Linked DNA regions of Mus musculus: all the other regions are linked to region 1. Evidence: chromatin contacts called from public Hi-C, HiCAR-type, HiChIP or PLAC-seq and promoter capture Hi-C data. All regions are on one chromosome and are shown on one strand. The core of a region is the stretch at or near the end of the contact, and the rest is flanking DNA. Distances in the headings are between cores, read along the strand shown.

The links. Promoter capture Hi-C pulls out the DNA fragments that hold promoters and counts their contacts. Hi-C and Micro-C count contacts between places; a contact is called where the count stands out from the background. HiCAR-type assays count read pairs that join an accessible place to other places. HiChIP or PLAC-seq counts read pairs in DNA pulled down with a chosen protein or histone mark. Capture Hi-C pulls out chosen DNA fragments and counts their contacts.
Region 2: a contact with region 1 is called in a HiCAR-type map of astrocytes, with 9 times the contacts expected there. The contact joins the promoter of Cdk17 here to the promoter of Tmpo in region 1. A contact is called at or near these places in 16 of 39 promoter capture datasets (the 3T3-L1 cell line, 3T3-L1-derived adipocytes, the C10 cell line and 11 more), 2 of 15 datasets of contacts at CTCF or cohesin (embryonic stem cells and large pre-B cells), 11 of 484 Hi-C or Micro-C datasets (CD8 T cells, the G1E-ER4 cell line, Th1 cells and 5 more), 25 of 115 datasets of contacts at active chromatin or transcription factors (the 230-238 cell line, the NIH/3T3 cell line, Th17 cells and 18 more) and 2 of 9 other capture datasets (adipose tissue and liver).
Region 3: a FOXA1 HiChIP or PLAC-seq map of pancreatic cancer cells shows a contact between it and region 1. The contact joins the enhancer-like site here to the promoter of Tmpo in region 1. A contact is called at or near these places in 3 of 39 promoter capture datasets (hippocampal neurons, liver and pre-B cells) and 2 of 115 datasets of contacts at active chromatin or transcription factors (forebrain and pancreatic cancer cells).
Region 4: a contact with region 1 is called in a promoter capture Hi-C map of liver, with 6 times the contacts expected there. The contact joins the enhancer-like site here to the promoter of Tmpo in region 1. A contact is called at or near these places in 5 of 39 promoter capture datasets (the 3T3-L1 cell line, hippocampal neurons, liver and 1 more), 1 of 484 Hi-C or Micro-C datasets (the G1E-ER4 cell line), 8 of 115 datasets of contacts at active chromatin or transcription factors (T-cell acute lymphoblastic leukemia, embryonic forebrain, embryonic stem cells and 4 more) and 2 of 9 other capture datasets (adipose tissue and liver).
Region 5: a contact with region 1 is called in a promoter capture Hi-C map of liver, with 2.9 times the contacts expected there. The contact joins the promoter of Nedd1 here to the promoter of Tmpo in region 1. A contact is called at or near these places in 11 of 39 promoter capture datasets (the 3T3-L1 cell line, 3T3-L1-derived adipocytes, the C10 cell line and 6 more), 1 of 484 Hi-C or Micro-C datasets (B cells), 8 of 115 datasets of contacts at active chromatin or transcription factors (the NIH/3T3 cell line, astrocytes, bone marrow-derived macrophages and 5 more) and 2 of 9 other capture datasets (embryonic stem cells and liver).
Region 6: an H3K4me3 HiChIP or PLAC-seq map of stem cell-derived neural progenitor cells shows a contact between it and region 1, with 6 times the contacts expected there. The contact joins the promoter of Scyl2 here to the promoter of Tmpo in region 1. A contact is called at or near these places in 8 of 39 promoter capture datasets (the 3T3-L1 cell line, embryonic stem cells, erythroid cells and 4 more), 2 of 484 Hi-C or Micro-C datasets (B cells and pre-B cells), 3 of 115 datasets of contacts at active chromatin or transcription factors (embryonic stem cells, pro-B cells and stem cell-derived neural progenitor cells) and 1 of 9 other capture datasets (liver).
Region 7: a contact with region 1 is called in a Hi-C map of muscle stem cells, with 5 times the contacts expected there. The contact joins the promoter of Uhrf1bp1l here to the promoter of Tmpo in region 1. A contact is called at or near these places in 9 of 39 promoter capture datasets (the 3T3-L1 cell line, the C10 cell line, embryonic stem cells and 5 more), 9 of 484 Hi-C or Micro-C datasets (B cells, CD4 T cells, the G1E-ER4 cell line and 5 more), 15 of 115 datasets of contacts at active chromatin or transcription factors (the NIH/3T3 cell line, astrocytes, bone marrow-derived dendritic cells and 12 more) and 1 of 9 other capture datasets (adipose tissue).

What each region holds. Positions count from the first base shown.
Region 1 is chr10:91,169,907-91,173,212 of GRCm38.p6, reverse strand. Tmpo (thymopoietin) reads left to right here and starts at 1,594. Exons shown (of 4, transcript NM_011605.3): 1 at 1,594-2,175. The coding sequence starts at 1,900.
Region 2 is chr10:93,159,323-93,162,628 of GRCm38.p6, reverse strand. Cdk17 (cyclin-dependent kinase 17) reads right to left here and starts at 1,753. Exons shown (of 17, transcript NM_146239.2): 1 at 1,429-1,753.
Region 3 is chr10:93,137,004-93,140,309 of GRCm38.p6, reverse strand. No RefSeq gene overlaps it. Among named protein-coding and RNA genes, the nearest start is that of Gm40741, 4.6 kb to the left of the region's middle. Within about 2 kb of position 1,554, at least 55 of the 459 cell types and tissues checked have an H3K27ac peak or open chromatin away from gene starts, as enhancers often do. A contact at or near this core is called in pancreatic cancer cells, where this site is marked.
Region 4 is chr10:93,067,744-93,071,049 of GRCm38.p6, reverse strand. Cfap54 (cilia and flagella associated protein 54) reads left to right here. Exons shown (of 68, transcript NM_001347060.2): 2 at 1,116-1,221. Among named protein-coding and RNA genes, the nearest start is that of Gm40739, 5.4 kb to the left of the region's middle. Within about 2 kb of position 1,554, at least 190 of the 459 cell types and tissues checked have an H3K27ac peak or open chromatin away from gene starts, as enhancers often do. A contact at or near this core is called in the G1E-ER4 cell line, T-cell acute lymphoblastic leukemia, adipose tissue and 5 more, where this site is marked.
Region 5 is chr10:92,720,669-92,723,974 of GRCm38.p6, reverse strand. It overlaps Nedd1 (neural precursor cell expressed, developmentally down-regulated gene 1), which reads left to right and starts at 1,557. Exons shown (of 15, transcript NM_008682.2): 1 at 1,557-1,652.
Region 6 is chr10:89,684,660-89,687,965 of GRCm38.p6, reverse strand. Scyl2 (SCY1-like 2 (S. cerevisiae)) reads left to right here and starts at 1,672. Exons shown (of 18, transcript NM_198021.3): 1 at 1,672-1,928. It overlaps 1500026H17Rik (RIKEN cDNA 1500026H17 gene), which reads right to left and starts at 1,603. Exons shown (of 3, transcript NR_130956.1): 1 at 1,447-1,603.
Region 7 is chr10:89,743,324-89,746,629 of GRCm38.p6, reverse strand. Uhrf1bp1l (UHRF1 (ICBP90) binding protein 1-like) reads right to left here and starts at 1,639. Exons shown (of 21, transcript NM_029166.2): 1 at 1,342-1,639. The coding sequence starts at 1,385.

The DNA of each region.
Region 1 (3,306 bases), core at 345-2,844:
CTGTGTTCGAGGCCAATCTGGTCTACATAGTGAACTCTAGGAGAGTCAGGACGACATAGAGAGACCCTGTCTTGAAAACACAAAAGAAAACCTATCTTCAGATTTATAGGTCCATTTTTACTGAGGGTTTTGCTTTTCAACGTCTTCCAATTTAACCATGTAGACATAGGTAAGCACAGTTTAAATATTTTTGTTCATATTTTTAATTTTGTTCATGCTTAAATTTAAGGCTTTTTTATAGAACATAATCTAGAGCTTAAGACACTGAGGGAATGATTAAGAGACTCTGAATCTGAGGTCAGCTGCTTCCTCTCACGAGCAGTGTCCTGAACCATTTCCTGTGTAGACATTCACATTGTTCAAAACCCTAGATACATTGAAACACTATACATGCTTTCATTCGCTTTTTATTTTTGTTTTTGTTTTTTTTTTTTTTTTGTTTTCGAGACAGGGTTTCTCTGTGTAGCCCTGGCTGTCCTGGAACTCACTCTGTAGACCAGGCTAGCCTCGAACTCAGAAATCCACCTGCCTCTGCCTCCCAAGTGGTGGGATTAAAGACGTGCGCCACCAACGCCCGGCTCATTAGCGTTTATTAACTACACATCTTATTGCGGACTTTTTACATAAATTTAACTCTGATCATGTTCGCCCATATATGTAATTTGTTAATAGGAAACATTTCTGGTCAGTATTGTGTTCCAGAAAACAGAACTGTGGCACATTTGAGACGCTAACTTGAATCAGCAGCATGAGTTTTACAGGGTTCCTGGCTCCCTCTAAAATTAAAAAATTAGTATGCACCACTACAGGCACATAAAGTTGAATACTAGAGACTTTCTAAATGTTGCGTTTCATCTTGTTCCATTACCAAACATTAGGTTTGATGAAGTTAGGGGAAATCCTTGGTGCTTGGGGTGGGGGTCTTAACCTAGACGGCTTAAAAATACAAAGAAGGCATTTGTTTTAAGCCCCAAGAACTATGGAAACCAAAGGGTTTGGTAAAAGAAGGCAAAGGGAGACTTAAAAATGCAATTTTGTAACAAACTAAAGCTGTATGGAAACCTTCAGCTGTGGAAGTCTGGCTTTCCCTAGATTCCAGACAAAAGAAGCGTTTGCGAACCGAGGGGATTTGACTTCCTGCGCATCCCGCACCACAGCCTGTCTGGTTTTCACGCTTCCCCTCCAGGGCCAGCACTCGGAGGGGGCAAGGCCAGTCGGCCGCCATTCTTCAGGGGGGCTCGGTGTCCCGGGAAGGAGCCAGGCCCGGGCAAAGGGTCCTCAAGAGAGCTGGCGCAGAACTCCGCCCGTCCGAAGGCGATCGAGGCCGGGACGAGGCTTCTCCGGTGCAGGGGGCCAGGAGAGAGGGAAACAGCGTGCAAACCCAGTACCGCCCATCCCTTATCAGCGTCCGAGGGGAAGGGCGGAGAGCCGAGGAAACAGCGGGCCCCGCGCCCGAGCTCCCGCCCGAGCGCCTTTTAAACTGCGTTTCTGCACCTCTCGCCCTGCGCCGCGGCGGCTGGAACCCGCGCGAGCCGCCCAGCCAATGGGTGGCGCGCTTCCTCCGGGCGCCCGCCAATGGCGGCGCGCGTTCTTGGGGCGTGCGCGAGCCAGGCTCCCCCCACCCCACCCCACGCACTAGCTTGTGTATGGGCTCGGCTCGCTGCGGGCTCCGGGTTCGGCTGCACTTGCTCCCCAGTCGTGCGCCAGGGGCTTTTTGTGGCGGGGGCCGGACCTGGGTTTTGTGTCCCGAGTTCTGTGCCGTGCCCGCGGCGCCGCTCCGGGGCAGGGATCTCCCGAGGCGGCGGGCGCAGCCCCCGGGACCAGCGAGCGAGCGCGCCGGCGTGAGCAGCGGCGGCGGCGACTGTGAGGGGCCGGGGAGGAGAGAAGGAGGGGGACGAGATGCCGGAGTTCCTAGAGGACCCTTCGGTCCTGACCAAAGACAAGTTGAAGAGCGAGTTGGTCGCCAACAACGTGACGCTCCCGGCCGGCGAGCAGCGCAAGGACGTGTACGTGCAGCTCTACCTGCAGCACCTCACGGCGCGCAACCGGCCGCCGCTCGCCGCGGGAGCCAACAGCAAAGGGCCGCCCGACTTCTCGAGCGACGAGGAGCGCGAGCCCACGCCGGTGCTCGGCTCCGGGGCCTCCGTGGGTCGCGGCCGCGGCGCCGTCGGCAGGGTAAGGCGAACCCCCCCGGGGCCGCGGAGACGGGCGTTTGGCGGCCGCGGCGCGTGCTCGGCGGCGGGGCTGGCCCCCTCGCGGGGTTCCCCGTGCCCGCGGCGGCGCCCCGATCGCGAGGCCGCCGGGGAAGGCGCGGAGAGGGGAGTCCTCGGTGCGAGCCGCCCCGGCTGTGCTGCTTGGCTGCTCGGGCCGGGTGCACGGTCCGGAGTGGGTGTAGACGCGGCCTTCCGAGCCGTTTTCTAAAGCCCGACAGGCTTGGCCCCCGGCGCGCGAGGTGAAGTTGTAGCGTTTTCCCGCTTTAGCGCCGAAGTGACTCGCAACAGTGTCAGAGCGCTCCCTGGAGGGCAGTTTGCGACATAGTCATTTCTGGCCTTTTTTTTTTTTTTTTTTAAATAAAGGCATTCCCGCCTTTTTATGTTGTTGACTTTTTTTTTTTTTTAAACAGATGGAGGGCTTTTTGAACCGTTTTGTTTCCTCGCGTGTCATATTCTTCCAGTCATCAGGCCCCGCCTTAAGTGGGTTTGCTGTACTGTAAACGGGACGTTTTAAGTACGTTGCATTTGGAAAAGTTTGTTCCCGTAGACATCCTGGAGAATCCCAGCTAGTGAGCGTTTTGTTTTATCGTTGTAAGATTTTTGCTGGAGGAAGTAAAGATCCGGAAGCAAAAAGAAAAGTTTATGACATACTGATGTATCAGTATTTGAATTTGAATGCCTCAGGCCAGTGAGATGTAAGATGCGTTCCTGCCGGTGTGTATCATTTTGCCTTTTTTTTTTTTTTTTTGGTTGCTGGCTTTTTGGGGGTACGTTTTAAATAGTATTTTGTAGGTTTATATTTAGTTAACAGAATTCAAGTCATTAAAAATTAGTTATGAGTGTTGATTTGGAGTGTTTTAAATCTTCGAGAAGCATGTGAATGTTTTGACTGGTATCGCGGTTTGCCTCTCGTTTTGGTGCTGGGAATTGAACTCAAAGCCTCTTTTTTGTATGTACTAGCCGGGAACTACACCTCAAGCTGTTTGCTTCTTCGAAAGTTTAGAGTGTCTTGCGATAATTTAAAAAAAAAAGTGGGTTGTTTCCTGACTGCTCGAACAAGAGTGAAAGTTACATCAAACGCATGTGTGGATTT
Region 2 (3,306 bases), core at 504-3,003, 2.0 Mb before region 1:
AACTGAAATGACTTCATTAACCAGGTGACACCACATTTAATACATAAGCCAATTCCTGGTGTTCACAAGAGAACAAAATAAAACCAATTAACATTCCCACTAGCAATTTTTTTTTCCTCCTTAAATTTAGTTTACACATGTTTCTTGATTCAAAGGTTTAGGTCAATTCAACTGATCAGAGGTCGTCTTCTGTTCCGTGGTTAACAACGTCAATTTCCAAGTCACTCAAATCCATTACTTTGATAGTCTTGCACAAATGCAGTTAAAAAGAAACCCAACAAAGGATTAGGAAAAAACAAACAGCAAAGTTGGGAGGCAAGAGCTGTCTCCCTTAGTCAAGCATTGCCTGTGACGTGACAGAAGCTCTGCTACCAGAAATACACTTTGCTGGCCCAAGGAATGGCCAAGACGCAAAACAAAATTTGTGACTTGTGTCTAGAGAATCAATTTGGCTCAGGAGGCGATAAAACAGGGCCACTGATGCGTCGTCTTCGATGGCCACATTAACATAAGGGAAAGGCGCCACGGATTTCAGCTAAAGGCTTTTGCCATTTTTGAAGAAGAAAAGCTAATTGTTAATGGCCATGTGACACAGAAGATCCCAGAAAGGAAAGGGTGGGAGGAAAAAAAAAAAAAAGAGAAGAGTTCAAGGCAGTTCAGGGTCAGACCAAGTCAGGCATCCTGTCATTAGCAAACGTTCCCCTAGCTGAAGGCAAAATACCGCTTACCCCAGAAGGAGTGGGTGAAAAGTAGGGGAGAGAATGAGTGGGGAACCACAGGGGACGGCGAGGTGGCAGCGTGGGGGTGATGTGGGGAAGAAAACTGGGGCCACCCAGCTGAGATGGGGAGCAGAAGCAACCGGACAAAAACACCGAGAAAAGCAACTGCGGCTAAGACAACGGTGGAACACACACACACACAACCCCCTCTTCCCGGGTTCTCTGGGTTTCCCACAGTCCCTCCGCCTCCGGTTGGAGCGACACTCAGGGGTGTGACCCGCCAGCAAGAGGGCTGCCCGGAGCTTTGTGTCGACCCGCTCCCCCACGAGAGGGCTCCTCCCCCGCGGAGCTGCCCACCCACCCGCGCGCAGCCTCCCGCGTCTCCAAGGAGCCCGCAGCGCCGCGTCCTCGCCCACTCCCGCCGCCCCGCGCCCGCGCCTCCACCCCGGCCCCGGGGACCTTTGTGTCTCGGGGGGACTTTCCGCCTCTTCCCCTCCCGGCGCCCCACGGGGCCAGCAGCCTCCCCAGGAAGCCTCGATCGGCTGCGAACTCTCAGCGGCGGCGCATGGAGCCCCTCCCCCCAGGTCCCCCAACCAGCTCCGCACTCCCGCAGCCCACGCCGCGCGTGGACATGCGACCGACAAGATCCCCACTCGAGCCGCCCGCTGACAGGCGTCACGATCCCTGCCCAGCCCCGCTGCCAACTCACCAGCAAGTGCGGGGACCGCGGGCTCCGGACCGGCGGGCGCGCAGAGCGAGCGAGCGGATGCAGGTCCGGTGGTGGCGGACGCGCCGAGGCGCCTCAGGCTCAGGCCTCCCCCCACCCCCCAACCTCGCGCCTTCCGCTCCGCGAGGGCCGCCGGCCGCCTCACGCGTGGCAGAGCCCCCCGCTCAACATGGCTCCCGGGCCGCGGAGCCTCGCGGACGGCCCAGTACTCCCGGCCACCGAGCCGGGGCGGAGCGAGGCGGCGGGGCGCGGGCTGCCGGACTGCCGGGCGCTGGGTAGACCGCAGCCGCCGCTCTCGTTCGTCTGAGTGCGCGTTGCTTTCTCTCGCTCGGAGGCTGCGGCTTGACGCCTCCGCCTGTTCCCCGGAGCGAGCGAGAGCGGGGGTTAGAAAAAAAAAAAGAAAAGAAAAAAGGAAAAAAAAAAAAAAAAGACTTTTATTGAAACGATCCAACCAGCGGCGGCGGAGAAAAGCGACCGGCTGCGGGAGCTTCCCCACCCCCGCCTGCACGGCTCGCCTGGGGCAGCGCGACCCCTGCCGGCGGTGGCGGCGACGGCGGCATGCGGGGCGGAGCCTTGCCTGGGGGTGGGGCTTATGACTGGGGCGTGGTCTGGGCGGGGCTGGGGGGTATTCCCAGGAAACTTCAAGCGTGGCTTCAAACGCGGCTGGAGAGCAAGGGAGACCCTGTCCGTGGACAGAACGCTGAACAGTGTCTGACCATCGCGATTGGTGAGGAACCGATCGCCACAAATCAGCCCCTCACTGTCCCCTCGCAACAATAAAACTCTGCTTGAAGTATTCCAGGCGCTACTGTACACAGGATGCCTGCCTCAGTACAGTGCTTCAGATGACCCACAAAGAAATACCTCGGTCGATTGCTGCAATTTTCTTCTGTTCTGTGACTGGATATGCGTGGCCAGTGCAGTAATCACCCACGCACAAAGCTTTGATTTCAACCACAGTGTTTTTAAATGTTATTACACTGTTGGCTCTAGGCTGGGGGGGGAGGGTGGAGGGGGGAACTAAAATGGTTACAATAAAACTGTGTTGTGAAAGAGTCAATGCTAAGTTATAGGACCCAGAAAGAGATACTGTTGCAGTGAGTTAGATTCTGTTGCTTGAAGGAGGCAGGCCAAAGAGGTTGGCCCAGTTTCTGTAAATCTTTTTACTTTCTTCTTCCCCAGTTAGGAACAACTGAATGTGTAGACAAACTAAAGTGATCCTGGCCCATTTCTTTCCACAAGTAGGGATAGAAGCTTAAAGTAAAAGCAGACTTAAGTGGCAGAGGAAAATACTGAGAGAACTGAAAGAAGACAGTAGGGTCCGGATGTGGACACCCTAACCAAGAAAAGGTTAACGGTATAAAAGGCCAGTAGGGTGAAGGTTGGGGTTTTTTGTTGTTGTTGTTGTTATGTTTTGTTTTTCTGTTCTTATCACCAGGAAGTGCACGATATATTTTAAATCTCATTATCTACTAAGGACTTCTGAATCGTATCTTTTCTGATTGATGCGCCTTTCCTTGAAGATACTTCCTGCCCTTCTGTCTAGAACTTTGTCGGACACAGCTGGATGTGTTTTCTACAGCTCATAAGGTTCATATATATCAACCGGAGTTCTCCTGTGTCTCCAAAATTACCAGAACTATAGGTTAACAATAATTATCCTCTACAAAGACTTCAACACTTGTTTACCCTATAAAAATGTCCATATTTATACTTCCCTTCAAGAATGAGTGTGTACTTTTGAACAGCAGTTAATGATTTTTTTAATATATGTCTAATTCAGGCAATTTTATAATATGTTAGGAGCTAGCATCATTTCAGAGTTCTTTGTAAGTTAAAGAAAAATATATGTTACACATG
Region 3 (3,306 bases), core at 305-2,804, 2.0 Mb before region 1:
TTAAAGAGGACTTAATTATTTTGATCTTACATGTGTGAATGTTTTGACTGTGTTTATGTTGTGCGTCACATGTGTGCTCAGCAGCCCTGGAGGGCAGAGACCGACATCAGATTCCCTGGTGTTAGAGTTATAGATGGTTGTAAGCCACCATGGAGGGAGAGTGTTGGTGGCTGGGAATGAAACTCAGTCAAAAGTAAGAGGACACCTCTCTTAACCACTTTGCCATCTTTCCAGACATGGTAACCCACTCATAGTGGATCATAGAATCCACGTGGGAGCGGAGCCAGCAAGTGCTTCAGGGTTCTGTTGTAACAGTTAGGCTTTGAGGATATACAACTTCTATGACATTGTTAGGGTGGTGAATGTATGCGTACGCACTATACTTAATTAATCAGCAGGGGGTTGAGTTTTGACTGAAATGGACTGACATACTCATTCCCAAAATAGCTGTAAATGATCCTGTGGAAAGAGATATTTTTTTTCTTAGCCATTTTTTTAAAGAATTATTACTTTATATATATGAGAACACTATAGCTGTCTTCAGACATACAGTCTATCTCCTCTGTGGTCTTTCTGAGGAATGTAATCAGCCTTTTCTTTCTGGAGGGGAGAGGGTGCCTACAAGCTCCACCATCTTTCTCTTCAAGGAGGGTTGCCTGGTGGAATTTTCCAAAGGTCTTGAGCTGACCTCTTCAGCATCAGATTCCATTACAGATGGTTGTAAATCACCTAGTGGTTGCTGGGAATTGAACTCAAGACTTCTGGAAGAGTATGAGTGCTCTTAACTGCTAAGCCATCTCTCCAGCCCCATCCATGTTGAGTTGTTTTTGTTTTGTTGTTGTTTTGTTTTGTTTTTTCGCCCCAAGTCATACACTTCCATGTCTAAGGCTGGCTAAACTCTGCCTCGTTGGGTTACGGGGTAGGGACTCTATCTTCGGTAATGATCACAGCAGCCACTGTGCTAACACGGGTTCTACCAAGTGTATGACATGGGAAAATAAATGCTTACAGAGTGTTAACCTCCTAGTAACCATCAAATAAATTTAAAATGGCATTTTACTCTTCCTTAAATGAAATTTAGTGGATAATGGGGGTGAAAGAAGTGGTAGAATTTTTGGGAGTCAAATGAAGTTAATCTGGGGAAAGACCCTGGGAGGAAGAGTGTTCACTAACTGGAAGCAAGGGAAAGATATTGGCCAGCTAACTGGAGGCTTACTCACACAGTACTTGAAGATGCAGGACCTCGCCGTCCTCTTCAGCTTTAGTCAGAAAAATGATGAAATGTGTGTGTGTATGTGTGTGTGTGTGTGTGTGTGTGTGTGTGTGTGTGTGTGTGTGTGCCAAAGACAGAACCAGGAGAATGAGATGAATCAGTGAGGGCAGGGACAGGAGGAAGAGGTTCATCATGGGAGCTGACCATGGCCTGAATCAGCCATGACTCAACATTCACTGTAAGTAAATTGTAAGCCAGAAAGTATGCTTGACTTCTTACACGGGAATAATGGGGTCATCAGGAATGTAGGCAAATCCTCACTCTCATCACCAGAGGTTTCCATGACACTAACCACAAGGGCTATTTCCACCCCTCCCTGAACCTGAGCTTTTAGCAGCATCGGACTCTATGGACCTGTCTTTACAATAACTGTGGTAAAAATATGTGTAACACAGAGTTTGCCACCACAATCACTGTAAGTGTCCAGTTAGGTGGCAGTAAGACCATTCACAATGTTGCTATGCCTCCATCACCACTACCTATTCACAACAAAACTGAAACCCTACACCCTTTAAGCACTGACTTCCTAATGAGCTTTTCCTCACCCAACCCTGGGAACCACGACTCTATTGTCACCATAGGGTTGGTATTCTAGATACTTTATGTAAAGAAATCATATGGCACTCATTCTCTTAAGGCTGACTTCTGTGGCTCAGTGTGATGTCATCCATTGTGGGCTCATCCATTGTGTAGCATGTGTTAAATGTGTTAGTTACCCTTTTAAGTTTGAATAACCTGCCATTGTTATTCTCTTCTCCTTCTCTCCTCCTCATCCTCTTTCTCCTTCTTTTCTGAGACAGGGTTTCTCTGTGTAGCCCTGCGTGTCTTGGAACTCACTCTGTAGACCAGGCTGGCCTTGGACTCAGAGATCTACCTGATTCTGCCTCACTACCACCTGGCTCTGGCATTATTTCTTATGCTATATTTTGTTATTGTCTCTCTGGGTTTTGTTTATTTGTTTGTTTGTTTGTTTTTGAAACTTTCCCATCCCTTGGCTTCCACAGCACCACATTAGCCCTGTTTTTCTTTGTACCCTCTTGACATCTACTTCTGTTGCCACCCCTACAGCACTTGACCATTTGTTGATAGAGTTCCCTAATTCTTATATCAGGCCCACATCCCCTCTTAGTCTCCTCTTTCCATAGACAAGTGTGCCAGGAACCATGGGCTCCTTCCAAGTTTTCTTGTCAGCTTTCCTATGTGTGCAGTTTTGAGGGAAGCAGACCGCATGGAATGGTGGGAGATGTATATCCCTCCCCATAGGCAGGTAGATCAGTGCTGATGAACCAAGTAGTGATAGATGTCTCAGCCAGCTTGCTCTCACGTCTGAATCAGGAGCTGGAGTACCATTTGAAAGGCATGAGGCCAAAATAATGCTCAAGAAGCTGCTTCATTCTGTGACTTCACAGAAAAGAATGACACAAGACTCAGCTATTGGGAGACAGGTTGCCACAGACTGCCTTTAATAACAGAGATATATTTGAGAAAATTGATACTTTTTGCGTATAGATGCAGCACACAGTCACCTTTTGTAGATGCCTGATGCCAGAAGAGCCTACACTCTGAAGATGGAGCAAACAAAACGGCTAGCCCACTGAGATGCTTTCTTGACAGCCAGTTGAGATGCTTTTCTACCAGCTCCTTCTTTTCGCCTTTGTTTCATCCCATTCTAGGGCTGGAATCGGCAAAATTTGAAGAGAAACAAAGAGGACAGACTGACAACTAGATCTGTACTTCCTCCCTTTTCTCTTTAAAACTGATAGTTTGGGGTTAAAAACTTCACACTCAGCATCCTCCACCCTTTAGGAACAGTCCCTTCACCATTATCAGTGACAGATTTCTAAAGCTTGAAATATGTAAAGAAGAAACATGTGTCTTCCATTGGACTCAGCCTTGAAAATGCAAGCTGTGTGTGATAAGTGAAACTGTATAAGAAAAAAAATAAAGTAACAATCTCAGAATATCAATAATGGTTGGATTGAAACATCCATTAGTGTAGCTGATGAGGCACAATGCTTGCTTTATGTGTGTAG
Region 4 (3,306 bases), core at 305-2,804, 1.9 Mb before region 1:
TGGAGCCCAGAGGAATTTCAGGACAGTGAAACATTGTATCTTGAAGCAGTGCTGATATGTATCATTATACATGTGTCTGAAGCTCATCAAAAGTACATCACCAAGAGTGAACCCTGCCAGAAACCCTGGACTTTGTCAATACGTGATGTGCTAGGGTTGCCTCATCAGTTGTTACAAGATACAGTAAAAAAAAAAAAAAAGTAGGAACCGAAACAAAAGCTACATCAAGATAAACCAGGGAGGGGGCTGGAGAAATGGCTCAGTGGTGAAGAGAACTTCCTGCTCTTGGGTTCAGTTCCCTGCCCCCACTGGTGCCTCACAACCACCTGTAGATGGCTACAGGTCATCTGATGCCCTCTTCTGGTCTTCCAGGGTACTGCAAATACATGCATGCAAGGCAAAAACACTCATACATTAAAAAAAAAAAAAAAGGGTAACATAAGAAAGAAGTCAGTCTGCCGAGGAACACTGGAGATCCTGACACAACCTGAGGAACTGAGCATGCGTGGAACAAATGAAATGCAAAGCAGAGAGAGGAGAGAGCTATAACAGAACATATACCATATGGCTCTCTCCTTGGCTTACTGGCTCACTTCTTTCTCGGGAGTGTTTTCTCCTTTAGTAATCATCTGTCTCTTTCTATCCCATGCCTAACTTAAAAGGCATGACTTTTGCTCCATCTCCTGGCTGCTTCCGGGCTCTTTATCTAGCCTGCACTACGTTCCTTCCTTTAGTAAAATGGTCCTTGGACTTCCTTCCGAGTCCACCTCGAAGATCTCTCTTGAGACGAAGAACCCCAGAAGGGTGGATACCCATAGAGGACACACAGCTTGCTTATGCCTGGGGATGGAGATGGAGGAACATCTCTGGATTTTCTTCACTGTGAAGTTAAAAGCTGTTCTCAAAAGGAGGTTTTTTTTAAACACATATAAAAAGGGGCTCCAGTCAACGGTGGGCACACACTAGATATACTAATGTTTGTTGATCCTTAGACGTTAACAATAAGGAATATGAGAAAGACTCAGCACAAGGCAGGTGAGAAAGGGGTTGCCCACGAATTAATTGACACTGCCTGCTCATTCTGAAGATGTCTTTTCACTTCATGACTCTTACAGTGCCACCACGCTGTTTAATATCTGGACCAAATATGCTCCCAGGCTGCCGTCCAACTATTACAACGAGAAGCTCCTGAAGGTTGGAGACAGCCTCTGTCAAATAAAAGTAAGTGGTTACAAAACAGACAGAGAGCCAGCTAGAAACAAACTCCTTTGGCTACTTAGTATTTGGGTTGATAGCCTTCCTAGTCTAAAGGGTTTAATTTTTTTTTTAATATTGGAAACAATATGCAAATAAGTAAAACTGTACTGAGGTATAGTAACAGCCATAACAACTACAAAGCCTGCCCTTTTATTTTGTATTTGAAAGTCTCCAGGTGGTTCCTTCAGGGACCAAAGGGAGCCTGGGATGGGAGGGCAGCTCAGCTCAGCAGAGGGTGTGGTGGACCTACAGCAGGAAGTGCTGAGTCACCATGTTCCTAACTTACACAAAGGAGCCCAGACACTATTTCCTGTTGTTTTTCCCTAGGCCTGTGGCCTTGCCCTGTCAGCCCCTCAGGCCAACGGCCTGGCTGTTCAGTGTCCTGTTTTAATGACTTCTAGTTTTCTGAATATTTTTGCTTTACTGTGAGTCTAGCAACTGTGGCATATATGCCGTTTCCCCCCGCTCAGTATTATACCAGAAACTGAGCATGTACCATGGTGTGAGTTCTGTGTCAGGGTCTACGTCTTTGAAGGTCATGGACCTGGGCTTGGCTTGATAAGACCCTGCCAAGGCTGGGCTTTCAGTTTGTGAACTTGTGAGTTTAACCCCATATCACTGGCCTAAGCCCAAATATAGCAAGTTCTATACAGTGTTGGACAAGGAGTTAATTTATGCACGGGAATTTTAGGCCAGGCATGGGCGGTGTGAGTGAGTGCCTTCTCAAATTTTTTCAGTTTCCCAGCTTGATTTTCTTCCTCTGTGTCTATTTCTTAGACTTTAATCTATGTATTGGGAGGCAAAAATTACCCAATAGAGCATGGTTTCTCAACCTATGGGTCCCGACCCCTGGGCTTGTCACATATCAGCTGTCTTGCATCTTGCATATCAGAGATAATTGTCACAATTCAAAACAGTAGCTAACTTAAAGTTATGAGGTAGCAATGAAATAATTTTATGGTTGGGAGTAACTACAGCATGAGGAACTGTGTTATAGAGGGTTGCAGTGGCATTAGGAAGGCCGAGAACCACTGAAATAGAGAAGGCACAGAAATGCTTCCATTTTAAAAGACCATCAATGCAAAAATACAACACTTACCCCAGGTAAGATAAAGAGATCATTTTTTTTCTGAAGCCAAATGTGAGTGGCCATGGCCTAGGGGTACAGATTCAGGTTTCCCCAAATCACTTGTCCAATATGGTTAACAGTTTCACGAAGCCTGTATAGTCATTTATGACTTTTTAGTCTTACACGAGGACACCTTTCAAATAAATTGGTAGAAACATGAGGCCGGCAGGTCACAGCAAAGTGGGAAATCTGTGCAAGCCTCAGATAACTCTCTGATGACATATTTAACCTTTTGGTTGGTGGCAGTTCTGGGAGGTCTCCAAAGTTAACATATTCCAAGTGATTTTACCTGGCAGTCAAGTCACGAGGATCAAACACAGAGGCAGGCAAGAGATGCTTTAAAGGGGCTAAACGGTAGCCCAAGATAAATTGTAATTAGACTCTGGACCTGCAATATCAACCTCTCCTCGGTCCTGGCAATTCTAATCGCCATCAGCCATCCAGAAGTTTCTGTCTAAGGTGCCTTTCTTTCTGGGACCTTTTCACCCACAGAGCTAGTTGGATCCCACTTCCTCTTCCTAAATTAAAGGAAGTCTTAGCTCCACATGCATGTGCCATGGTTCTCACACAATTGAAAACGCAGGGTTTGGGGGGAAATAAGTGACTTCCAAGCTCTATTTCTGTGGAGTGGAGTGATAGCTGATAGCTGATAATATAGCCTTTTTTTTTTTTTTATCTTGTTAGCTCTGGGATGGAGAGGTCAACATCACGTGGTAGAGATGGATAGTCTTAGGAGCAGTGCGTGAGTGTGGAGGAAGCGCGTTAGACCCCCGAGGGAGCCAGCTGACAATGGGCTACTGCTAAGGAGCCCATGTGTCTGATAGGTAGGCCGGCCGAGGCAGAGTGTTTACATTTGGATGAAAGATAAGGGGATGAGTTATCTACTTTTCAGTGATGGAAAATGGGTCACTGAAGGTGTT
Region 5 (3,306 bases), core at 308-2,807, 1.6 Mb before region 1:
TCTTAGTGTCTACCTTTTCCCCCCACCACATAATCCAGTCTTAAGCTTTCTTGCTGGTTTCAGTGTTAGAGAGTTGTGTTTTCTGCTTCAAGCATTCTTTTCTTCATGTGTTCCAGTTCTCCCTACTTAGATCTCAGCATTTTAGGCCAAATTCCAGGAAAAAAAATCAGCTAATAACACCAAAAGCAGCTGCAGATTACACAAGGCATATACTGCTTGCTCCCCGTCTTCATTTTATGGTTGTTCCTCACCAGCTTCCAGAAGCTGGAGAGACTTCTTTTTCTCCTAGGGGAGGTGGGGATTGGCACTTCTTAGGTTTCCAGTTGTTTTTGATATGGGTTCAGATAACTGGGACATTATGTATCCAGTTGAGAAACACATCCGGTGTGCACCTGGGACAAAGGAGCAACACTTTCCATAGGAACATGCTATCAGTGATGGAAGTAAGAACTCTCAACAGAGCAATCTTTTAGCAGGAATGTTGGGAAAACTCAGTTCATTGGCCCCTTTCTACCATGAAATACATTTCCTTCAAAAACAAAAAAACCAAAAAACCACTGAGTTGGTGTTCATGTACCTGAACAGCAGCATGTGAAGCTGCGGATGTGAAGATGGCTAGCTCAGAGGCTGAAGTCACTACTGGGTTTGTTCTCAGGGTTAGGGTTCGTTTTGGGTTAGATGTTCCTCTCCTCTGCTTTCCTCCTTTTCCCTCCCACCCCTTCCTTTCTCTTCCCCTCCTTTCCTTCTCCCACTCCTGCCACAATTTCCTCTCCATTCCCTCCCCTCTTTGAAACTGAGTTTCTTTGTATAACCGTCCTGGAACTCGTTCAGTAGACCAGGATGGATTTGAACTCACAGAGATCCCATTGCCTTTGCCTCCTGAGTGCTAGGATTAAAGGCTTGTACCACCACACCCCTTTGAAGTTAGATGTTTAACCTGCAGCTTTTCTTGGCTTCCTCTCAAGTAATCCTCTCCTAAACCAACCATGTTAATTGCCTTTATTATGAGCGTTCTTCTTTGTGATAACTGTGACACCTTTTTTTGTGGGAACTGAGAGTTGCCCGTGAATTCCCCATCTTTTATTCTTCTGTTTTGTTTTGTTCAAGACAGAGGTTCTCTGTGTAGTCCCTGGCTGTCCCGGAACTCACTCTGTAGACCAGGCTGGCTTAGAACTCAGCAGTCTGCCTGCTTCTGCCTCCCTAGTGCTGGGATTAAAGGTGTGCACCGCCACTGCCTGGCATTTTATTCTTGCCTTCCCTTTCCCTACAGAAGTGTTAATATTAACTTCCTAACTAGACTGTAATCTCCAGCAGGCTAGGGAACCTGCGTGTTGACTGACCTCTTGTCCCTTCAAGCTAAACACAGTAAGTGCACACCCACAGCCTAACTCAGCGCCTGGCACACAGTAGCCAGCAAACAAATGAGTGATAAAGGAGCAGTAGCTACAGGCTAGGATATCTTCCTCTGCACCGCCCCAGGGTGGGAGGCCACCCAGCACCCCCGCGGGCTGAGCGCTCGGGGCACCGCCTTTCCCGTGACGTCATGCGAGGCGGGACTTCCGGCCGCCCAAGTTTAACAGTCCAGGCGGGAGCCGGAAGCGCAGCGAGGAACGGGTGGAGCTGGGCCTCCCCTGTGGCCCCACGCTTGAGAGGTGAGGTTCCGCCTGACAGGGAGGCTCTGTGAGCGCGGTGGCCTTGGGCCGGGGACCCCCGAGGTCAGCCTCTTCGGTCCTGCGTTGGGCGGCAGCGGGCGCGCGCGCGCGCTGGAAAGTGGCCGGGGACCGGGCAGGACAGGACAGGACAGGACCGGGTCGCGGGCCCCGGATTTAAGGGCCAAGCTGCCCCGAGCGGCTCGTCCACCCCGACTCCCGGGTCTGGCTCGCCCGTAGCTGCTGAGCGCAGGCGCCCTGGGCTAGGGGTGCAACTCCCGAGAACTCTTCTTGAGCAGAGAGTGCAGTTGGTCGCTGTCGCTCTTCTTTCCCGGGATCCTCTCCCGGGGACTGATGTCAGAGCCCAGAAGCCAAGCGAAGGGACTGTGAGAGGTCTCCGTGAAGTCAGCCTCACTGAAGCTGTGTGGGTCGCTTAACTCTTCTGAAGAGCCTTGATCCACTCATTGCACCACACTGCACAGTAGGCTCCTTGTGTGGGGTTAGGGTAGCAGCAGCTTGCAGCTGTTTACTGTTCTTCAGAGTTCAACTTTTCTACCCTGTGTTTTTCCATGGGCCGGGGAACAAGGGGCATTGAGTAAGTGTTTTAGTCACCAAATAGAAACATTGTCTACAATTCAACAGGTGACTCTGCAAGTTTTTAGCCTCACCTACTAGGGGTCCCTTCTAACTCAGAACCACCCCACACACTACTGTATCCAAAAATATGCACAACAAATAACTGTTTTAATCCTTTCCATAAACTTTATTTATTTATTTATTTTTCCTCTTGAGACTCAATGATTTCTGCCTTATGCTTTTTAGTTTGTCCTCTGGAACCCAGATATGTATGATGCTTTTGTTGATGATGTGGGGGCGTGTCTTTGACCACTGTTGGCCTTTAACCTTGGTTAAATTCAGCCCCCTATGTCACCAGATGGAATCAATTCAGTGTGTTGTAGCTGCCGTAGCATCCCTTAAAAAAAAAAAAAAAAAAAAAAAGTAGGGCGTGGTGGCGCACACCTTTAATCCCAGCACTCGGGAGGCAGAGGCAGGCGGATTTCTGAGTTCAAGGCCAGCCTGGTCTACAGAGTGAGTTCCAGGACAGGCAGGACTATACAGAGAAATCCTGTCTCAAAAAACCAAAAAAAAAAAAAAAAAAGTAACCACTTTTTATTAGACTTCAAGTATCAATGAAACTGTGTTGACCTATAAAAAGAAACATATTTTGTGTGGCTACCATGGATTAAACACACACACACACACACACACACACACAGGAACACTATGGATTAAACACACACACACACACACACACACACACACACACACACACACACACAGGAATTAAAAACTAGCATCTGCTTGTGCCTTAGTTTTCTCCATTGATTTTATTTCTATCTAAACAAATATCGGTTGCAACCCACTTCATTCAAACTCATTGTTAATATATCTAATGTCTTCAGACAGGCAATAGGATAAATTGAATTACCAAGTTTGTTAATTGGATAGTAGTATAGTACTCTTTTTTGTTGCTGTTTTTGTTTGTTTGTTTTGTTTCTGAGATAGGGGTTTTCTGTGTAGCCCTGGCTGTCTGGAACTAGCTCCACAGACTAGGCTGGCCTCAAACTCACAGATCCACCTGCCTCTGCCTGGGATT
Region 6 (3,306 bases), core at 423-2,922, 1.5 Mb after region 1:
AAACAGAAAGCTCTTGGATTAAAGGTATGTGCTAGGACTGAGCCATACCACAACTAGAAACAGGTTTTTCTTTTTTTCTTTTTCTTTCTTTCTTTTTCTTTTTCCTTTTCAGCAAGTAACACAATCTCAGAGGTTCACAGTGTGTTCAAATATCCTGTGATAGCTATTCTCACATGGTCTGCAAAGGATTAGGTTTGCTCACTAGGATTCTGTCAAAATGTTTAATTCAGTGTTTCTTGGTGCGTTGGCAACCTTGTACAATCACTGCTATCATCTAACCCCAGGCCATTTTATCACTCCAAAAAAGAGACTCATGTTTAGTAGAGATAAACTAGTTCCTCCTACCCCAGTAAAATATGAAATTAAAGCATGTAAGAAAGAAAAAGTTGAAATATAGAGAACATGATTTCTAGATGTTTTGTGTGCAGAATACAAGAATCTAAGCCTTTCCTTTCTTGACCACGAAGAACTAGAAGTAACATTACCAACACATAACTTATAAGATGCTCTTGGCAAAAGGACAGAAATAAAAGTCCACCCTTCTGGGGCTGGAAAGAGAAGGCTCAGCTAGTGAGATGATAACTTTCTAAGCATGCAGATCTAAGTTGGATCTCCTGAACATACATTAAAAAGCCAGGCTTGGTGGTGGGTGCTCCTAATTTCACAGCTGAAGAGATAAGAGAAAGGCAAAGCACCAGGTTCTATTTAGAGACCTTGTCTCAAAAACATGGACAGCTCCCCAGGAACAACTCCTAAGGCTAACCTCTAGCCTCGAGCTTTTCTGGCGTGTGTACATACAGCTGTACCTACACAAACATGTAAACACACCACACAAACATGTACACACACATACACACACACCCCATAATCCTCTTCCCTCTTCTCTTCCTCCCCCTCCTCCAATTCTTCTTGTAATAGAATCTACCCTATTACCCATCTTAAGACATTTTAACCTGAACCAGGGACAGAGCAGAGACAGGAGAGGCAGGGTTAGGGTTAGTTAGGGTGGTAGTAGTCCTACTACTATGTACGGGTTACTTGGATGGATAGCAGGGAGACAGAGGCTGTGCCCAGTTTCACCTAGGTATATTTTTCAGAACAATTTACTTCTTTCATTAAGCACGTAAGATAAATAATCTTTGTTGCTCTAATTGTGGAACTGTGGCACCGGGGTTATCTGAGAATGTCTTAGAAACGCAGAGCATCCGATCCTACTTGTGCAGCAGAATCTGCACTTTAACACGGCCCTGTGTGAGAAGCACGGCTTTTCTAGGTTCTAAGGTCACTTAGCAGAAAGTCAGAGAAAGCTGAGTCCTATGTAATCAGTCACTAGACCAGCAAGGGCAGGTGGCCTGGGAAACAGAAAAGGGGAGGGGCCTCACAACCAGAGCTGCAGTGTCCAGCCATCAAGTCACTGTCAGTCATCTCCAATATACATTTGGTTACCTGTCCTCATTATCTTGGAGAATCCCCTTCTATGGTTCCAGAAACTCGGGCTTCCTAGCCTGGGGCCCCGGAAAGCTGGTCTTGCCCGCGAAGACTAGTGATCAGAGTCACAGGTACGGCTGTCAGCAGAGGCCCGGGCTGGCTCCACCCCCGCCCCGGGAGCCCCGCCTCACTCCGCCTCGGGGAGGGCGGAGGGAAGCCAAGCCTTACCCTTCCGAACCGCCCGGAAGTGACGTCATGCAGGAGCGGGCAGGTCTTTCGGTGCTCTTCCCCCTACCGTGCTCTTCTTCCCTAGTCCCTTCCCTCCCTTCCCCCTTTACTCCTCGATCTCGGGGTTCTGCGGACTCGGGGGTGACGGAGGAGATGGAGTAAGCGTTCGGTGGCGGCCAGGAGCGCGGCCCGAGCAGTCACAGCCCGGAGGCATTGAGGGAGCCGGCGGGGGACCGGCCCCAGCACCGCCCCTCCAGGTAGCCGGCTGCGAGGTGAGTGACCTGTCTCGGGCACCGGGCGACCTGGGTCTGCGGCCAGCTTGCGGGCTACGGGTCTCCCCGGGCCTCCCGGCTGCTACTGTTGCCTAGTGACGGGCCGGGTCGGGCGGGCTGGCGGTGGGTGGCCCGGGAAGCCGGATCCAGGTAGCGAGAAGCGGGAGGGAGCGGATCTCAGAGGCCGGTGACTCTGGGCGAGGCCTTCGGGCGACGGGAGCCCCGCTGCCTGGGTCATTCTGCTGCTGGGAGAGTCCCCAGAGCTGGCGCAGGAGCTCGGGTTTCCGCCGTGGAGATCTCCGTATCCTTTTGGGAAATTGGACAGTGCTCCGGGACTGCTGAGACAGCCCCCCTCGTTTCTGATACTTGGTTCCGATAGCTGGGGTCACCGGCTAAGGCCCTGCACTTCGGACGCCTTTCTCTGATGGTAGTTGTCTTTCTGGACTGGACGGTTATTGTGTGTGTGAGGTGGGTGGGGCAGATAAGGTTTGAGAGAAAGAAATCCCCATGGGGGCTCCAGTGCGCCTGTTTAAGCTACAGAAAAAGGTTTAGACAGATAAAGCTTGCAGAAACTTCTTGGGATTCGCATGGACGCGTTACCTGTGATCAGTAATTAAGGACACACAGTGTTTCCCTTTCTCAACAGGATTGAAGAGACTCCAGACCAGCTCCTTAAAGTGATTTTGATTGTAAATTATCAGCTAGAGGTTTTTCTTTGCACATCAAAACCAGGGATTGTGTGATGACACTTTGAAACGCCGTATTTAAGTTTTCTGAGTCGTGCGCCTCTGTTCAGAGAAAGCAATTTAACAAAGATGCTGTAAGTCAGTCAGCCATTACAAAACCCAAGCAGTTCTGGTGTTTGCTTGGAAGATTCTTTTTCGACTTTGAAGGCTTTCCCCTCCTTAATAAAGGTTGGAGGAGAAGGGGATTGTGGTTATGCAAAGGAAAGGAGCCTAACTGAACACATAGAGCTTTATTCTGTTCAGATATACCTACGCACATGTGAAGATCATTCATTTTGTCTGTCAGAGACGATTACATATGTAATACAGATGTGTTGTAATTCCATACAGTAGGACATTGCTATACAAATACATTCTATATTTGGGAATTAAATCATGTTGACATAGTTGAAATTTGTGATTTATCCTCTCAAAAAAAAAAAACCAAAAAACCAAAAAAACTCCCCAAAACCAGGTCCTCGTACATGTTTTGATCCTATTTTATAGGAGTTGAAATTTGTTAAGTTCTTATTATTCCTCATTCGACATCTTTTATGAGGTCCTATTGATGTTTGCCTTTTAAATATTGAATCTTCATCTTCAGCACCACCTCCTTGTTGCAGTCACATTGGTCTCTTGCATCTAGAGGGCTT
Region 7 (3,306 bases), core at 390-2,889, 1.4 Mb after region 1:
TGGCTCTTGAAATAGGCAAGGGCGAAGTGTATCTCATGAGTCAGACTCACCCTAAGTAATAAACATTATTCAAAATAAGATGACTCAGTATTGCACTATCTATATAATTAAAAAAAATCCAACAAAGCATGGTAGCACAGACCTGTAATCTCAGCACTCAGGAAGGTGAGGCAGGATGACACTGAACTTGAGGGTAGCCTGAGATTTATTTTCAGGACAGCCTGAGCTACTTAACCTGTTTAAATACACACACACACACACACACACACACACTCACTCTCTCTCTCTCTCTCTAATTAGTGATACTAAGAACCAAACACACGGTCACAAACTTTGCTATAGTTTGATACTTTATGTATACATACTGTGTGTATTAAATTTTATTCAATATAAAGATATAATGTCAGGAAAATATCTGCTGAATCATAGTATTGTTTTGTTCAATATGTTCTCAACTGTAATATATATATATGTATTACACACACACACACACATATCCAGAAAATGAAGACATGTTTACTATACAAGTCTATCATTAAACCTGAGAACGTTCCTTTAATCAGTTAAAAGCATTCATTAACTTACAAATAACAGAGGAGAGAAAGAGATCCTAACCAAGAGCTTTTAATTCTCTGTCACCAACTTGGAACAGGGTCCTACATTTAGCCTGTTTCTTGAGACAAATATGGAGAAGCCAAGAGCAGTAACAAACTGCCAGTTTACTGAGTCATGTTTCTGACTAAAACTGTGTTATGAAATGGAAAGAGTGACACGTCTGGGGTTTAAACACCAGGGACGTTAACTCCCTGAACTCAAGGGTCGCGGAACAAAATCGGAAAACTCTGCAGCAAGAACGAACGCGATGCGGGACTGAAAACGACTTCCACGGAGAACTGGCCGAAGCGGAGAAGTCCTGCTTAATTTCCCCTAAAACAAATCCGAACTGTGCAAACAAGCACACCCTCCCGTGCAGCGGAGCGGGGACGCCAGGTAGGGGGCACCGAGAACAATCCCAAGGTTAACGTTTCACTGGCACACACACACCCCAGTCCTCGGCTAACGGAGCCGCTCGGCTCCGAGCCCCGGGAGCTTCCGAGCCGGACCGGGTCCCAGCCCAACCCCATCCACCCAGCACCTGAGTGACGCCGGGGACGTCACCAGCCTCGGCGCAGGAGCGGCCCCCGGCGGAGGAGGAGACCCCGGCCCGCCGAGCCCCGCCGCCCTCCGCGTGACTCCGGAGGCCGGTCGGGGGCGCCAGCGGCACCGGCAGAGCCCGAACCTGCGACCTGGACCCGAGAACCGGCGGCCAGCGGACGGGACCGGCCCCGAGCGCTCGCTGACCTGGAGAGGTGCTTCAGGATCTGTTTCTTGATGATCCCAGCCATGGTGCCCGCCGGGCTGGAGCGCCGCTCTCTTGTCGCTCCTCACAGCCTCCTCACTTCGCGGCAGTCTTCTTTCGGTCCCGCCTCACCGGCCCGGAGGAGAAGCGCCGGAGAGATCACTCTCAGAAGAGACTCGAGGGCCTGGCCGAGGCCACAGCCGCCGCAGCCGCCGCCGAGAGCCCGAAGCATGACGCTCAGGCCGCCGCGGCCGCCGCCAGCGCCATCTTGGCTGCAGCATCACCTAAGAGACCGGGGGCGGGGAGAGGAGTCGGGGGGGCGGAGCGAGCTCGAGGTGGGCGGGACCTGTGGGAGTTCCGGGAATCTTCAGCCCTGCCTACTTCGGACTCCCACTAGGTCCTCCGCTGCCCTTTCCTAGTTGGTACTTGGGCTTTCATCTTTTCTTCATCCCTTTCATCTTGTCTGTGCCTCTCTCGCTGACATCCTAGTCTTGCTTCTTCATTTCCTCCGAACTCAACTTTCTGCTCTACAAGTAGCTCTGTTTATGTTATTCTTTTGGCCATTTCAGCTTTTTAATCTCAGTTTCTTTTACCAAGATCCTTCCCTTAGACTAACGGCTGTAATTTAATGTTTCCATTCGTTGGTCTAACCTTAAAGGAAGTAAAATTGACAGCATGTCATATTTAACCGAATATACCTAAAGACCTAGAAGTTAGAAAGTCTAGAGCCAGTGAGATGGCTCTCAGCCAGCAAGAGTACTTGTCAAGCAAGCTTGATGATCTGAACTTGATGACCAAACCACCATGAAGGAAAGAACTGCCCTTGAAAGTTATCCTCTGGACACACACACACATAGACACACTTAGTAGAAATTTTGAAATGGAATGCCCAAAATGAAGTCCTGGTTCTAATATTTTCTAGCTATGTTAACTTGGAAAGATTGTTTTCAGCTTTAGTTTCACTTCATGTATGAATGTGACTTTGGTCACACAAGGGGACGTCAGAGAACAGCCCTGGGTGTAGTGCCTCACTTTCTTCTATCTCTTCCTCAACAGCTACTTGTGTACTCCAGGTTACCTGGTTCCTAGGATCCTCTTGTTGGTCTCTTGTTGCCTCTCCCATATTGCCTAAAGAGTGCTGGGATTACAGACTTCTGGCTTCATGTGAATTCTGGAGACTCAAGTTCAAGTCCTGATGATTGAATGGCAAGTGTATTGTCTGCTAAGCCAGCTCTCTCAGCCGTTAACCTCACTTTTAATCATCTTTAAAATATAGTGTCTGCCCTTAGGGATGGTTTGGTAGGGGCCCTAGTAGGTACTGTTGGTGTGTCTGGGCCATATTGTCTGGCCACCTGTTGTAGAAGCAGGTTTTGAAAAAGATATAAATCACTAAAATATTTCATAAACAGGTGGGAGAGAGAGACAGTGTAGCCATTTGAGGTGGGAAGAAGCAGCATTAGAGTTCACAATGCTTGAAGCATGCCAGGGTAACAAGAATCTGCTAACACAAATACTGTGCAAGGATGAAAGCAATCTGAGCTGTTTGAAGGGAACCAAGCTGGGTGTAGTGACACATGGGTCTGTAATGTCAGCCCTTCGGGGACAGAGGCAGGAGGAGTGCTACAAGTCTGAGGTCACCATGATCTACTTAGCAACACCTTCTCTTGAAAAAATAAAAAAATAAAAATAACTACAAAGCCAAGATTTTATTACTTGGACATAGGATCCATAACAACTCATAAAAATGCCTGTCTTGGGACTGACTCCTACTTGGAAGCTGGCATGACAGTGATGGGTTGTACTTCAGAGCCTTACTAGACTAGCGAAGGCCGCCTGCAGCCAGCCAGGTCTTGTCCCTAGCTGGGTGACTCATTCCCAGTCTCTGCCCAGAACCCTGCTCCTCTCCGTCTCTGAGCTTCAGTAAGATAACATCCCTTGTCCCCAGTCTCTGATTCAGTAAGATAACA